Regions from separate parts of the Rattus norvegicus genome. Here region 2 is linked to region 1. Evidence: chromatin contacts called from public Hi-C data. All regions are on one chromosome and are shown on one strand. Each heading gives the region's core, a stretch centred on a gene start, on an enhancer-like site or on the middle of the called end of the contact. The rest is flanking DNA. Distances are from core to core; before and after follow the strand shown. Region 1 has its middle 63 kb from the start of Herc1. Region 2 holds the start of Herc1 (HECT and RLD domain containing E3 ubiquitin protein ligase family member 1).

Region 1 (6,898 bases), core at 3,524-6,023:
TGAAGACATTTTTACTTCAGCCTTAAACTCTACTTCTTGAGGAACTTTCACACTTGGGCAGGATGGTGATGTTTATAACAAAAAAGTATCCATCAGCAGGGAGGGGAACAGACTGTAGTTCAGTTATCAGAACACAGACACACAGAGACACACACAGACACACACACACACAGACACACACATGCACACACACACATATATACACACACACACATAGACACACACAGAGACACACACATTCACATATGCACACAAAAATCAACAAACTAGAGCCATGTGTATCAATAGTATTTTGGTTCAAGATTATAGGGGCTGGAGAGATGGCTCAGTGGTTAAGAGCACTGGCTGCTCTTCTAGACATCCTGAGTTCAAATCCCAGCAACCACATGGTGGCTCACGACCATCTGTAATGGGATGCCCTCTTCTGGTGTGTTCGAAGATAGCTACAGTGTACTTATATATAATAAATAAAAAAATCTTTTAAAAAAGATTATAATATTAGTGAAAAATTACATATCATGAAGCACAAATAAAGGTTAAAAACAAAGGTTGCAAAAGGACGCCATGTCATCTTCATGGATATAAAAGCATGTAAGCAATGGTGCAAACTATCTATGGTAAACACTAAGCTCATAGAATTGGTTCCTGTTAAGAGGGTGGGAGAGTGAGGAATGAGCTGTTGTTGGAGCCATAAAAGGTCTTAACTAAACCTGAGCTTTTCCTTTTGCTGTGTTTATTTATTAAAATTAACATTTTTATTTATTTTACTTCATGTATTTGGGTTTTTTGCTTGTATGTATGTATGTATGTATGTATGTATGTATGTATGTATGCATGCATGTATACTGAGAACATGATTAGTACCTGAGGAGGCCAGAAAAAGGCATCAGATCCTTTAGAAGTGAAGTTGCAAGTGGCCTTGAGCCATTGTATGTGTGCAGAGAATTGAACCTGGGTCTTCTAGAAAAGCAGCAAGTACTCAACCACTGAGCTATCTCTCTAGCCCCTGATTTTTTTAAAAAAAGGAATTATGCATTAGTATGTCTATTGCTGTATAATCAAGCATGTGGGTACGGGTGCCTGCTGAAGTTACCAGCAGTTGTGAACCACTCGGCAAGGGTTTGGGGAACTGAATTAGGGTCTTTTACAAGGCAATACTCAGGCCTCTGTGAATCTGGAGGAAGTATGATATCCAAGGTGGGGAGGCTGGCTCAGTCTGTAACATGGTTCATACATGAGTCTTACTCTAGATTCCCAGCACCCACTTAAAAGACCGATTAGGGGTAAGTACTCTTGTACTCCTGTGGCCAGGAAATCTGAGATCGGAGGGTGTTAGGAGCTTGCTGGCTAGCCTGTTCAGCCACACTGGTCAGCTTCAGATGCAGTGAGCTACTACATCTCAAAACAATGAAGGACAATAGATGTCACCTGACACTGACCTCTGACCTGCACACACACACACACACACACACACACACACACACACACACACACACACACAGAGAGAGAGAGAGAGAGAGAGAGAGAGAGAGAGAGAGAGAGAGAGAGAGTCAGGTGTACTGTTACCTCTAATTCCAGAACTCTGGAGGTTAAGGCAAGTGGACTATGAGTCTCAGGCCAACCTAGGAAAGACCCTGTCTCAAAACACAAACAAGCAAACCCCAAAACACTATATCTCTGTAATAGAACAACATATGGTATGATGAAGAATGAGGTTGAAGTCATGGTCTTGGAGGAGAATCAACAATGACCACTCCACAGTTTGTTCTCAACTCTCATAAGGAAATTTCTCTCTACAACAGACAGAGACCATTACAGAAAACCACAACCAATCTAAATGCAGAGTTGTGGAGCCCGGGCCCAACTGATAGACCTACAGCACAGCTCCTGCACTTATAGCTCAGAGACCATTGTGGAAGAGAGAGCGGAAAGACTGTAAGAACCAGAAAAAAAAACAAGTTTGCTGTGGGATGTGACTCCTAGAAAAGTCAGAAGCTTCACCCATGAAGTTTCCTCAACATGGCTACCCAAACATGACTTGAGCAAGGGCGAACTAAGGGTCATGCTAACGTGGACGGCGACATCCTGCAAGGCCTCAGCTCTGGACAAAGAACTACAGGCTGCTAAGGGATGCCGAGAGGATGGATAAGAGTCTTCCATAGAGAAGAGCATGGAAATTCGTTATTCAGTACCAAGTAGTCAGCCTTAAAAATATACCCAAATGCCTGACAGTGGTGGTGCATGCCTTTAATCCCAGATTTCCTGAAACAGAGGCACACAGGTCTTTGTGAGTTCAAGGCTAGACTGGTCTACAGAGTGAGTTCCAAAACAACCAGGGCTACACAGAGAAATCCTGTCTCAGAAAAAACAAACAAACAAACAAATGATAAAAACATCTACACGCAAGTAATCTTATATGAACTGAAATGACCGGGTTGTATTTATGTATTTAGGAATATTTGAACACACACACACACACACACACACACACACACACACTTTTCAAAATTATGACCTCTTTTTCTTTGTTATTGGCATTGGTTGTGTGTGTGTGTGTGTGTGTGTGTGTGTGAGAGAGAGAGAGAGAGAGAGAGAGAGAGAGAGAAAGAGAGAGAAAGGAGAAATGAAGGTGAAGAGGAAAATAATATAATTGTGTTATAATCCCCAAAAGAATGAGGCTTTTACAAACTGACAAAAATGTCTATATTGTTCAGTGAAAAAACAAGTTGTGACCCAGTATGTATACTATGTAACAGGATTATCCTACCCCATGGCAAATAGGCCTTTGAGTTAAGGCCTGCAGGTCACCATGGCTGGGGAACAGTAGCTGTTACGCCTGCCTCCCCAGGGGATTAGAAAATGTGCAGCTGCAGTTGGGCATCATCAGATAACAGGAGGCTGTGGCTCTGTTCCCAAAGTCCACTAAAGGCCAAAGTGCTGAGAAACCTCTGGAAAGAATCCACAGTAATTATCACAAACATCGTGCAATTGTAATTTCTGAAAAGTCACATGGGCAGCGCCACTTGAAAGCTGATCGGGGACAGCATAATGACTGAAGGTTTCCGACACTCTGTGCAAACAAGAATCAAGAATACCAATCTGAAAGCTTACCGAAAACACTGACAGATGACAAGCTCAGAGAGCCAATGACACAGAGTATAAAACATCTCCAAAGCCACAATCTGAGATTAGCCAATTAAAAAAATCAAGCAGCTGCTCAGCAGGTGCACATCTGATGTCCTGAGTTCAGGTTCCAGAGCCAGCAGTAGGAGAAAAGAGCTGACTCCCAAAAGGTGTCCTTTGATACCCATTGTCCCCCACCCTGCATTACACACACACACACACACACACACACACACACACACACTAATAATAATAATAATAATAATAATAATAATATAATTCAAAACTATAAGGCAAGCAAGCTGGAAATTAAGCCCAGTTGGTAGAGTGCTTGCCCAGCATACACAGAGCCCTGGATTTGATCCCCAGCGCCCTGTAACCTGGATGCAGTGGCACCACCTTTTACACTCAACACGTGAGAGCTGGAGACAGGAAGATCCAAGATCAGCCTTGGTACATATGAGTTCAAAGCCAGCCTGCACTACGTGAAACCCTGTCTTAAAAAACAAAAACAAATCAATTGAATTATAAAAGGATTACAGCTGAGGGTACAGTTCTACATAAAACCAGCCTCTGTTGCCTGTTAACACTTTTACTTGTTTCACCTTGGTTTTTGCTGGAAAACAAAGATGTATGAATTGGGCCTGTTTTACTTTAAAATATGTTTGCTTTCTGTCTTTTTTAATGTCTACATCTCTCATCCTGCTTGCAAATTACCAAAGTATGGCTACCGTCACTAACTTTTCTTCTTTAAATGGTAGGGAGTCTTGAATAGAAGACTATGGTGGATCTTCTTCTCCCTAAAAGGAAAGGACACACACATGCACACTCATATGTCATAGTTGCTATTTCAGTCTGTTGCTGTTTTTGAGTCAGGGTCTCACTATGTGGCCTTGGTTGGCCTGTAACGCACTCTCCTGAGTGATAGAATTAAAGGCAGGCACCGTCATGCCTGGCTGGCGTCCCTGCATCATTTGGATCTGGAGATGGAACTTGGGTCATCAGACTTGGAAGCAAGTATCTTTTTCCTATGAGCCATTTTAATAGTCTCCCAAAAAGCAAGTTTTTTTAAGCAACCATCTGTTTTAAAAGAAGGAATATATATATATATATATATATATATGAATTTATATATACACATTGCTATGTAAAATATATATTCATATGTAATCTTATACAGAGATGAGTTTATATTATGTTTACATGTGTAATATTTAGAAGGATTCACAAATAACTAATAGCAGTAAATATTTTGAAGAGTTGATTTTTCCCACATACTTTTTATACAGTGTGTGTGTGTGTGTGTGTGTGTGTGTGTGTGTGTGTGTGTGTGTGTACTGGAGACTGAACCCAGAGCTGTGTGCATACAAAGAAGGTACTCTAGCACTAAGCTACAACCCCAGCTCCTGTTTTATACTCGAAAATTCCTGAATTACATAGATGACATTTAACTGACTCTGAAAATTAAAGCATTAAGAAAAAAAATCTTGGCAGATTTCCGCAAAGTCTATGTAAAACATTAAACCAGATTCTGAAGGGTTTGGCCTGTGGTTGGTTGGTTTGCTCGTTTCCTTTGAACCTCTGTTTTAGGAACCCGGTATATCTTGCTGGCTCTCAGATCTAGGAATAAAAGATGTCAGCCCTTGCAGTGCCACCTGGTGGCCATGGTCTTGTAAGGTTCCAAGCTTTTCTCTGAATAATCTTTGGGCGTGCCTATGAGCTCGACAATGGGCAACATGGCACCGTGCCCATAAACTGGCTGAGGTTGGTCTCGGTAGACACTAATGAATGCCCAGGACTGTCTTGTGTGGGTAGGATGCCACACAACTCCTGAAGTTTCATGAACTCTGTCACCAAGGAGCCCCTCAAAGGCAGCCTACAGTAACAGCGCATGGACTTCCAAGTCCAGAGCCAAACCCTGGTCCACTATCTACTAGCCATGTCTGATACAGCATAACTTCCAAGGCCTTCCACTTCCTCCTCTGCAAAGGTGGTAGGAACAAGTCAGGGAACGTACATATAAAGTTAGAACAATGCCTTTGTATAACAGGGTCTTGCTAAACATGAGTTCTCTTCCTAGAATTACCAACTGATCACTTAGCTCTCCCCTGACACTAGAGAAGGCAGCTTGGTTGCTATGCAGGTTCAAGCCTTGGAAATGTTGAGGAAGAAGAAATTTATTTAGTGTGTGTGTATGTGTGCACTCGTGTGTCCATGTGTGCACGTGTGCATGTTACAGCAGATGTGTGGAGGTCCGAGGGCAATTTGCAAAAGTTATTTCTGTCCTTCCACCATTTGGATCCTGGGGATGAGACTAAGTACATCCAGGTTGGCCGCAGGCGCTTTTGCCCAGTAACGCCCTCACTGCCCTCTCCCCGTGTATTTTCTTCAGCTGCCAAGGAATAAAAGAAAAACCTGGCAATGGAGAAGAAGGAGCTCCAAAGCAGCTGCAGCCCCACAAGGAGGGTCAGGTATCCCTAGTGCTGCCCAGGGGTGCTCCATCAAGCAAGACTGCCCCTGGAAAGCAGACTTCAGTCCCTGTTCTTCCCATCCCCCACTCCCTGAATGAGAACCAAATAGATAAGAAATTACAGGGATAGGCCAGAAGTTGGGGGCACTCAGAAAAACAAATGATCAAGTTGGCCATATGCCCTTGAAAGAGGATGACTGGGAGCCTATTGGTCTCTCACCCCTAGCATCAGAGTCATCTCTTCCCTTTTAAATCTTCTCAAGGGTGCAGAACCTGGGTTGGAAAGATGGCTCAGTGGTTAATGGAACTGACTGTCCTTCCAGAGGACAAGGGTTCTTCCAGCATCCTTGGAGTATGCACTACTGTCAGTAAGTCCAGGTGATCTGATGCCCTCTTCTGGCTTCTGTGGGAACTGCATGCACATGGTGCACACTTATTTGCAGGCAAAACACCCATATACATTGGAGACAGGGGGGTGGAGATGCAGATGTGTTAGTTTTCTTTTGTTTTAAAACAGAGTAATATAGCTCAGGCTAGCCTAAACTCACTATGTAGCAAAAGATAACCTTGAATTCCTGGTCCTCTTGCTTCTGGCTGCAGAGTGCCAGGATTGCAAGCATGTATCAGCATGTATGGTTTATGCAGTGCTGGAGCCTACAAAAGTCCTCAGACTACCAACTTCTCATTGCTGTGACAGAAGCCTAAGATAATCAACAGAAAAGGAAGAAGGGGTCATTTGGGCTCACAGTTTGGGAAGTTTAGGTCCATAGTTTCCTGCCTCTGATGTCTTGGGGTCTTTGTGAGACCTCACATCATGACAGAAGCTGCTCACTATATGACATCTAGGAAGCAAAAAAGACAGAAGTGTGTGGGCATGGTACACACCTAGGATCCCAGCTCAGGGGAGGCCAAGGCAGGAGGGTTGCAAGTTCAAGGCCAGCCTAGGCTATGGTAGTGAGCACTTGTCTCGGAATGCAAACAAAACAAATGCTTTCCCCCCTCGAAGCCTTAGTTTCCTGAACCATAAGATAAAGCTTTCTCGGGATTGCTGTGAGAACTAAAGGCAATAAAGACCTGGTGCGAGGCTAGAACACAATCTGTGGGGTGGGGTTTGGGGAGGCACAGGCAGGCAGGTGAGAAGACAGCAGTCGCTGCTGCTCTCTAGCAAAACTCCTTTGCATCGGGCCGTAGGCAGCTGAAGGGGCCAGACAGGTGGAAAGCGAAGGCGTTTTGCAACTGGGCAGTGAGGTTTCCTAATCAACCACGGCTCACAGAATGTTCAGGATGTGGGCCAGCCAGCCCCCA
Region 2 (5,968 bases), core at 963-3,462, 64 kb before region 1:
TAGTCAAGACTGCCCTGAAAATCTTGATCATTCTGCCTCTACCTAAAACTCAAATTTTGTTTCACAAGTATGCTAACACAATTTTCTACCTTATCCCAAATACAGTATCAACATTATCACTTACATTCTAAAAGTCCACTTTAAAATCAGCTGCCCACTGAAGCCAGGCATTTTGTTCCCACCACTAAGACTTTTCACTATTTATTACATGCATCTTCTACTAACCAGTCCGACTCAAAAATCAGCACATTCTCTTTAAATGTGCTGTCCATTTAAATAAAATGGTATATTCACATATATTTACATTGAGAAGACTAAGTGATACATTTGCATTTGCCTTCTCCCAGCACAACTGCACAGAGAAAATACATGACCAGCAAATCAATGGATCCGTGGCAAGACCAGAAATTTAAGAAGCAAAGTGATAAGAACATTAGGGGAAGCAAAATTCATAAAAGTTGCTGATTCCAAGAGGCCTTAAAAGGCCATCCATTTCAATGACTACTGATAATTTATCCTACTCTTCAAAGATGCCAAGTTTCCAACCTTCCTAGATATCTTCCGGGAAAAATATTATACTTAACTGTTTTTTGTCCTACCTTATGCTGTTTTTTCTCAAATAACATGACAAAATACTTTAGCTTATTTCTAAAATATGCAGGTGCAGAGGACAAATATGCATCACATAAGTGCATTTATGCACAATACAGACACGCAGTACTTTCACTTTTGCTTGTATAAACACACAGGTAGGTAAACATATAATCAAAGGTACATCGCCATCAATTTTTTTAAAACTTGAAGCTTATTTTTTCTCATCGTAATTAGCTTTGCTTTATATAAAAACACTGGCCCAATTTAGAGGTTCATCACAAACAGACCTATAAAAATATTCGGTTATTATGTTCAAAAAAAAACAATGTTAAAGTTTGATTTTTAAAGCTATTTGAGCAACAATTATTTTGGAAGAAGGAGCAATGAAATACAGTGATGGCGGGGAACAGCCAGTGATAATGAACATATAACCGGGTTTAAACAAGTGGGCCAAAGGAATGACTCAAATAAAACAAATCATTTTGGGAACATCCATAAGGAGGTACCATTCAAGCACAAGCCAAGTACTACTAAAAAACAAAGGGTCTGTTAGAAATATACCAAAATATTATCAGTGAAATGCTACCTCTGGAGACAGGTTATTAATTCGTTGGAATTTCATCACTCTTATTTTATTACCTATATACACCTTCAAAGTATTACACGCGTTTTTAAAACTAACGCAAATAGAGATTCTGTCCCTGTGCTCCACAGCTAACATACGCATTCATGCATGCATGCATGCATGCATTCATATATGCATACATACATGCATACATATATACATTCATGCATACATACATACATCGCATCTTTATATAACCTCCTGAGAGAGGTAAGTACTAAGCTCCTGTCCTCGTGTCTCCCGGGAACCTGCCACCCATCACGGTTCCCAGGGTTAGCTCCTGTCATCATCACCATCCACCTCTTACCCTGGAGACAACACAACTGTCGCCTCGTCTCCGCTCCAGGTAGCAAGGGCTTTAGAAATTGTTATTTTATCCGATGGGAGATTTAGAGGAAGGTTTACAGAAAGGATGAGCTGCCCCCACCCAAAAACACAGACAACGAGAAAAGACACATGGTCTTAACCTCCACACCTCCGAAGTCGGCCGGCGACTGGAAGCACCGGAGTCGCGACTCTCCCCAAGATAAAGAGCGCGGAGAGCCGCTCCCAGCCCCAGTCCCAGCTGAGGGAGCAGCGCTCGTTAGCGGATAAAGGGGAGAAGGTCACAGACGCGACCCCTGAGGAGCGGAGGGGCGCAGACTGCAAGCTTATTCAGGGGCGGGCCCCTCGGCCCTCAGACGGGTGGCACGGCTTCTAAAAGGCTTCCCAGGGACCAGGGGTTCCTCAGGCCTCCGCCTGCCATCCACTGGGAGCCGGCAGCCCCACTCGGCAGGCGGCCCCGGAACGGCCCCGAGCGGCTCGGTCGGGTCAGCCAAGCACACTCGGGAGGTGGAGATGGCGAAAGAGGAAGTGTTACCTACCGTGAGCAGATCGGGAGCTGGCGGCGGTGGGGTGCGGCTCCAGCACCCGGCACCCGGCTGGCCAGCGGCTGCGCTAGCCGCGTCCTTTATATTTTTGCTGCAGCGGCGGCGACTTGTCAAAGGGAAAGACGTAAGAGGCGGCGGCGGCAGCGGCAGGCGAGTCTCGCGGGACTTGTGGGGAACTCTCGCGAGATCAGGAGCGCTGGTCCTGCCTACTCCAGGCCTCGCGCAGGTGGGGGGAGGCAACCTGCGAGGAAAAGGGAGAGAAGATGACAGCTTAGGCACTAATGGGAAAGCGATGAGAACTTTGGGGGCTGGGAAACCTCCCCGTGAGGATTCTAGGGACACTCTACCGCCCCATCTATCTTACCTCTGAGTCCTCGCGGAGTCACGTGTGCCCTAGAGGACTAACAACTAGGGACATTTCACAAAGGGCGCTGAAGGATCCAGCAAGAATGGATGTACCCAGGATGAGCACGGGACAGTCCGCATGAGGATCCGAGGACCGAGGGCTGCCGAGGCCTCGGGGCTGCCGAAGACCGTGAGGAAAAGGTGGGGCCCGGCCACACCCCTTTATCTCGGCTGTGCGACGGTAGCTCTACTCCCTTTATCTCCCATTACCGTCTGCCCTTAACCTTCTGACTGGTTAAGTTTACACCCAAGCAAGTGTTTAACTTGACCAACTTCTGCCCTGTCTGAGGAACACCGAAGGATTGACCTTAAGTATAAATCATGACCCTGACCTATACAGTGTTGCACTTTGAAGACACGGACTAGCTTGGTCATCTATCTATCCCAACGTCTGACATAGATGTAGGTGCTCAAATTGTTTAATGCCTCTGTACTTAGGATTCCCAATCTCACCGTTGTAGCTACCTTCAGCAAAAGGTTTTCCTGGAGAGAGATCTCACTTCTCAGCACCCAAGGCAGAATGTCCACAACCACTTGTGAATTCACTTCTGAACTCTGCAGGAACCTGCACTCGTGCATTTACCTACACATAAATTAGTGGAACTCTCTGAAGACCAGGCTGGCCTTGAACTCCGAGGTTTTGCCTGATTCTGCTCCAGTGTGCTGGGACTAAAGACATTGGGGGTTGGAGGGTGTCTAAATAAAATTTTTTTAAAAAAAAAAATGTTTTGCTGAACCCATACACATATACGTGGTATAAGCAGCTGGGTGAGGTGGCAATCTCTGTGAATTTATGGCAGTTTGGTCCACATACTGAGTGCAGACCAGCCAGGACTGCATAGTGATACCCTGTCTCAAAAAGAAAAAGAAAAATACATATCTATATGGCATAGGCAGGAGACAACATACACTCCTTTGGTTCAATTGGAGATGTGTATCATACAAATTTAGCCCAAGACAAAAGCTTGGACTCTAAACTTTATATGTGGCTTTGAATGACTTACTTGGTTTCCCCCCACCTCAGTTCCTAATCTGTTCATTTAGAATATTAATTATTACAAGGTTCCTCTAGGGAGTAAAAAAAAAAAAATGCAACGTTTCAGATAGATATGAGATAACCCATAAGTGGAACATCTAATGGTGCATAATCTGTGTATAAGATGTGTATTCTAGTCAAGATATGAGAAGCAGATTAGCATGAAGTGAGGTCATTGTTGCTAGTTCTTTTTATGGTTCCAGATATTTGGTTTTGGACCTGGGGACAAGGGACTGAGGTGCATGTTTTTCATATCAAAGCAAACCTGGCCTCCAGGTTCTCCAGCATCCCTCAGTTCCTACCTGTCATCCCCTGCCCCCAAACATGAACTTTCCAGCCCAAGGGCTGGGTTGCCCTTCCTCCAGAGGCTACTCCCTATATAATCCAGACATCTTATGCTCTCATTCTCTCTATATGTCTCCCCCTCTCTCCCCCTCTCCCTCTCCCCCTCTCCTTTCTCTCCTTCTCTCTACCCCCTCCCCCCCTTACCTACCCTCTCCTTTCCCTCCCTCTCTCCCACTCACTGACTTGCAGACCTGAGTTCTGTTCCCAGCACCTATATCAGGAGGCTCCCAACTGTCCAGCTCCAGAGAGATCTGACACCTCCGGCCTTAGCAAGCAGCTGCATTTACATGTGCATACCCACATACAGATATGCACACATATACATAGGTATAATTAAAAACAAATAATAAAATTTTTAAAGGAATTTCTTCCTTTGCCCTTCATTTAGCTTCCTCCCTAGGAGACATATGCAAAGAACTAAATATGACTGAGTCTAACGGCAAACAATTACTTCTTAAAATTCTCACTTATTTTTATTTTTTGTGTATGTGTTTTGCCTGTATACATGTCTGCATGTCACCTGCATGCAGTGTCCACAATGACTAAAAGATGGCACTAGATCCCCTGGGGACTGGTATTACCCACCACTGTGTGGGCTACAAGGTAGGTGCTGGGAATCAAACCTGGGTCCTGTAAAAGAACAGCCTGTGCTCTAACAGCTGAGCCATTTCTCCATCCCACATACAATTAGGAATTAATGTCGGCAAGGAAACTCTACTTTTCACCATTACTTTGGCCATGACACTTTTTCCAAACACAAGTGCTCAACTCACTTGTGAAAGCCTGATCAACATCAGCCTCCCTCCTCTACCACCTCATTTCACATAGATCTTCCCTAGAAAAATGGAAATGTGTCCTCAGGGCCAAGGCCTCACTATCATAATGGATCCTTGTCCTGTTAGCACTCTGAGCCATACACAATGGCCCCACCAGAGAGGCAACTCACCCCCCGACCCCGATGCCCACCCCCACCCCCACCCGCACATGGCATCATTGCCATCTCATGGCACATTCTGTACTTCATCAGTCAGGAACTGGAAAGTCAGAAGAATATGCCGTTTCATCTTGCATCTGCCTATAGGATATGCTTAGCTCTTAAACGAAAACTATAGCTAAGTTGGAAGCAAAATGAGAAGAATAAAAATGGGGGAAAGGGAAAAGCTAAAAGGATTCTAAGAATGTGTTGGACCATGACTCTGAAAACAGAAACATACCAATGCAGGAGTCCACAGACAGGAGTCCTCAAGAAATGCAACCTACCCTCCCCTCTCCACAGCCTGTGAGTAAATGGGCTTTCTCCTTACTCAAGAGTATGAGAGTCAAAAAGCCAGGTGTGCTGGTACACAGAACTCAAGAAGCAGAGGCAGGCATGTTTCTGTGAGTTCAAGGCCAGCCTGGTCTATAGAGAGAACCCCAGGCCAGCAAAAGGGACAGCAAGACTCTGTGTCAAAAAAAAAAAGTCAAAGAATATAAGAAATCATCTGAGACATCTTTCTTCGTTCACTTAGCACATCTCCACTGAGGGAGTATGATTGGGCAGACACTGTGTGAGGCTCTAAACAGACGGCTGACTACCCTCAAGGAGGTTCTGGTCTAAGGGGGAACTGGAAGAAGAGATCATAACAACACCCAGCAGGGGTGGTACAAAGAAGAAAGGGACAGGGGAAGAGCTGGGGAGAGAAAAGGCTGACAAAGGATGATCTGTAAGTCAGCTCCAGAATGGCTTCAGCAAATCGCTCTGTTGTGGGTTGTGAATTCTGCTTTGTCCTAATAAAATGCATAGCCTCTAAACCATTAGAAAAGGGTCTTTGATGTGAGCTATTATATACACTTATTAGTTTTGAAGGAAGATAGGATTAATGGAGGAGAAAATCATAATTAAAAACATTTTGTTTTTACAGCTTGTATTTAAACACATAAAGAGAGAACACATGCCACTACCCATGCTTGGTCCCTTAGGCCAGTCTTCCTAATCCAGGTAATACTGCAACAGAGAGCCCAAGAGACATTTTTTAGTTTCTGGCTTATTTATACTTACTTATAGATGCCTTTGGTTCTTGTTTTGTTTTTTGTTTGTGTTTTGTTTGGTTTTGG

What was found. Hi-C and Micro-C count contacts between places; a contact is called where the count stands out from the background.
Region 2: a contact with region 1 is called in a Hi-C map of psoas muscle, with 2.3 times the contacts expected there. The contact joins the promoter of Herc1 here to the enhancer-like site in region 1. A contact is called at or near these places in 3 of 12 Hi-C or Micro-C datasets (kidney, liver and psoas muscle) and 1 of 1 datasets of contacts at active chromatin or transcription factors (oligodendrocytes).

The regions. Positions count from the first base shown.
Region 1 is chr8:75,729,831-75,736,728 of GRCr8, reverse strand. No RefSeq gene overlaps it. Among named protein-coding and RNA genes, the nearest start is that of Herc1, 63 kb to the left of the region's middle. Within about 2 kb of position 4,773, at least 3 of the 93 cell types and tissues checked have an H3K27ac peak or open chromatin away from gene starts, as enhancers often do.
Region 2 is chr8:75,792,601-75,798,568 of GRCr8, reverse strand. It overlaps Herc1 (HECT and RLD domain containing E3 ubiquitin protein ligase family member 1), which reads right to left and starts at 2,212. Exons shown (of 78, transcript NM_001420916.1): 1 at 2,083-2,212.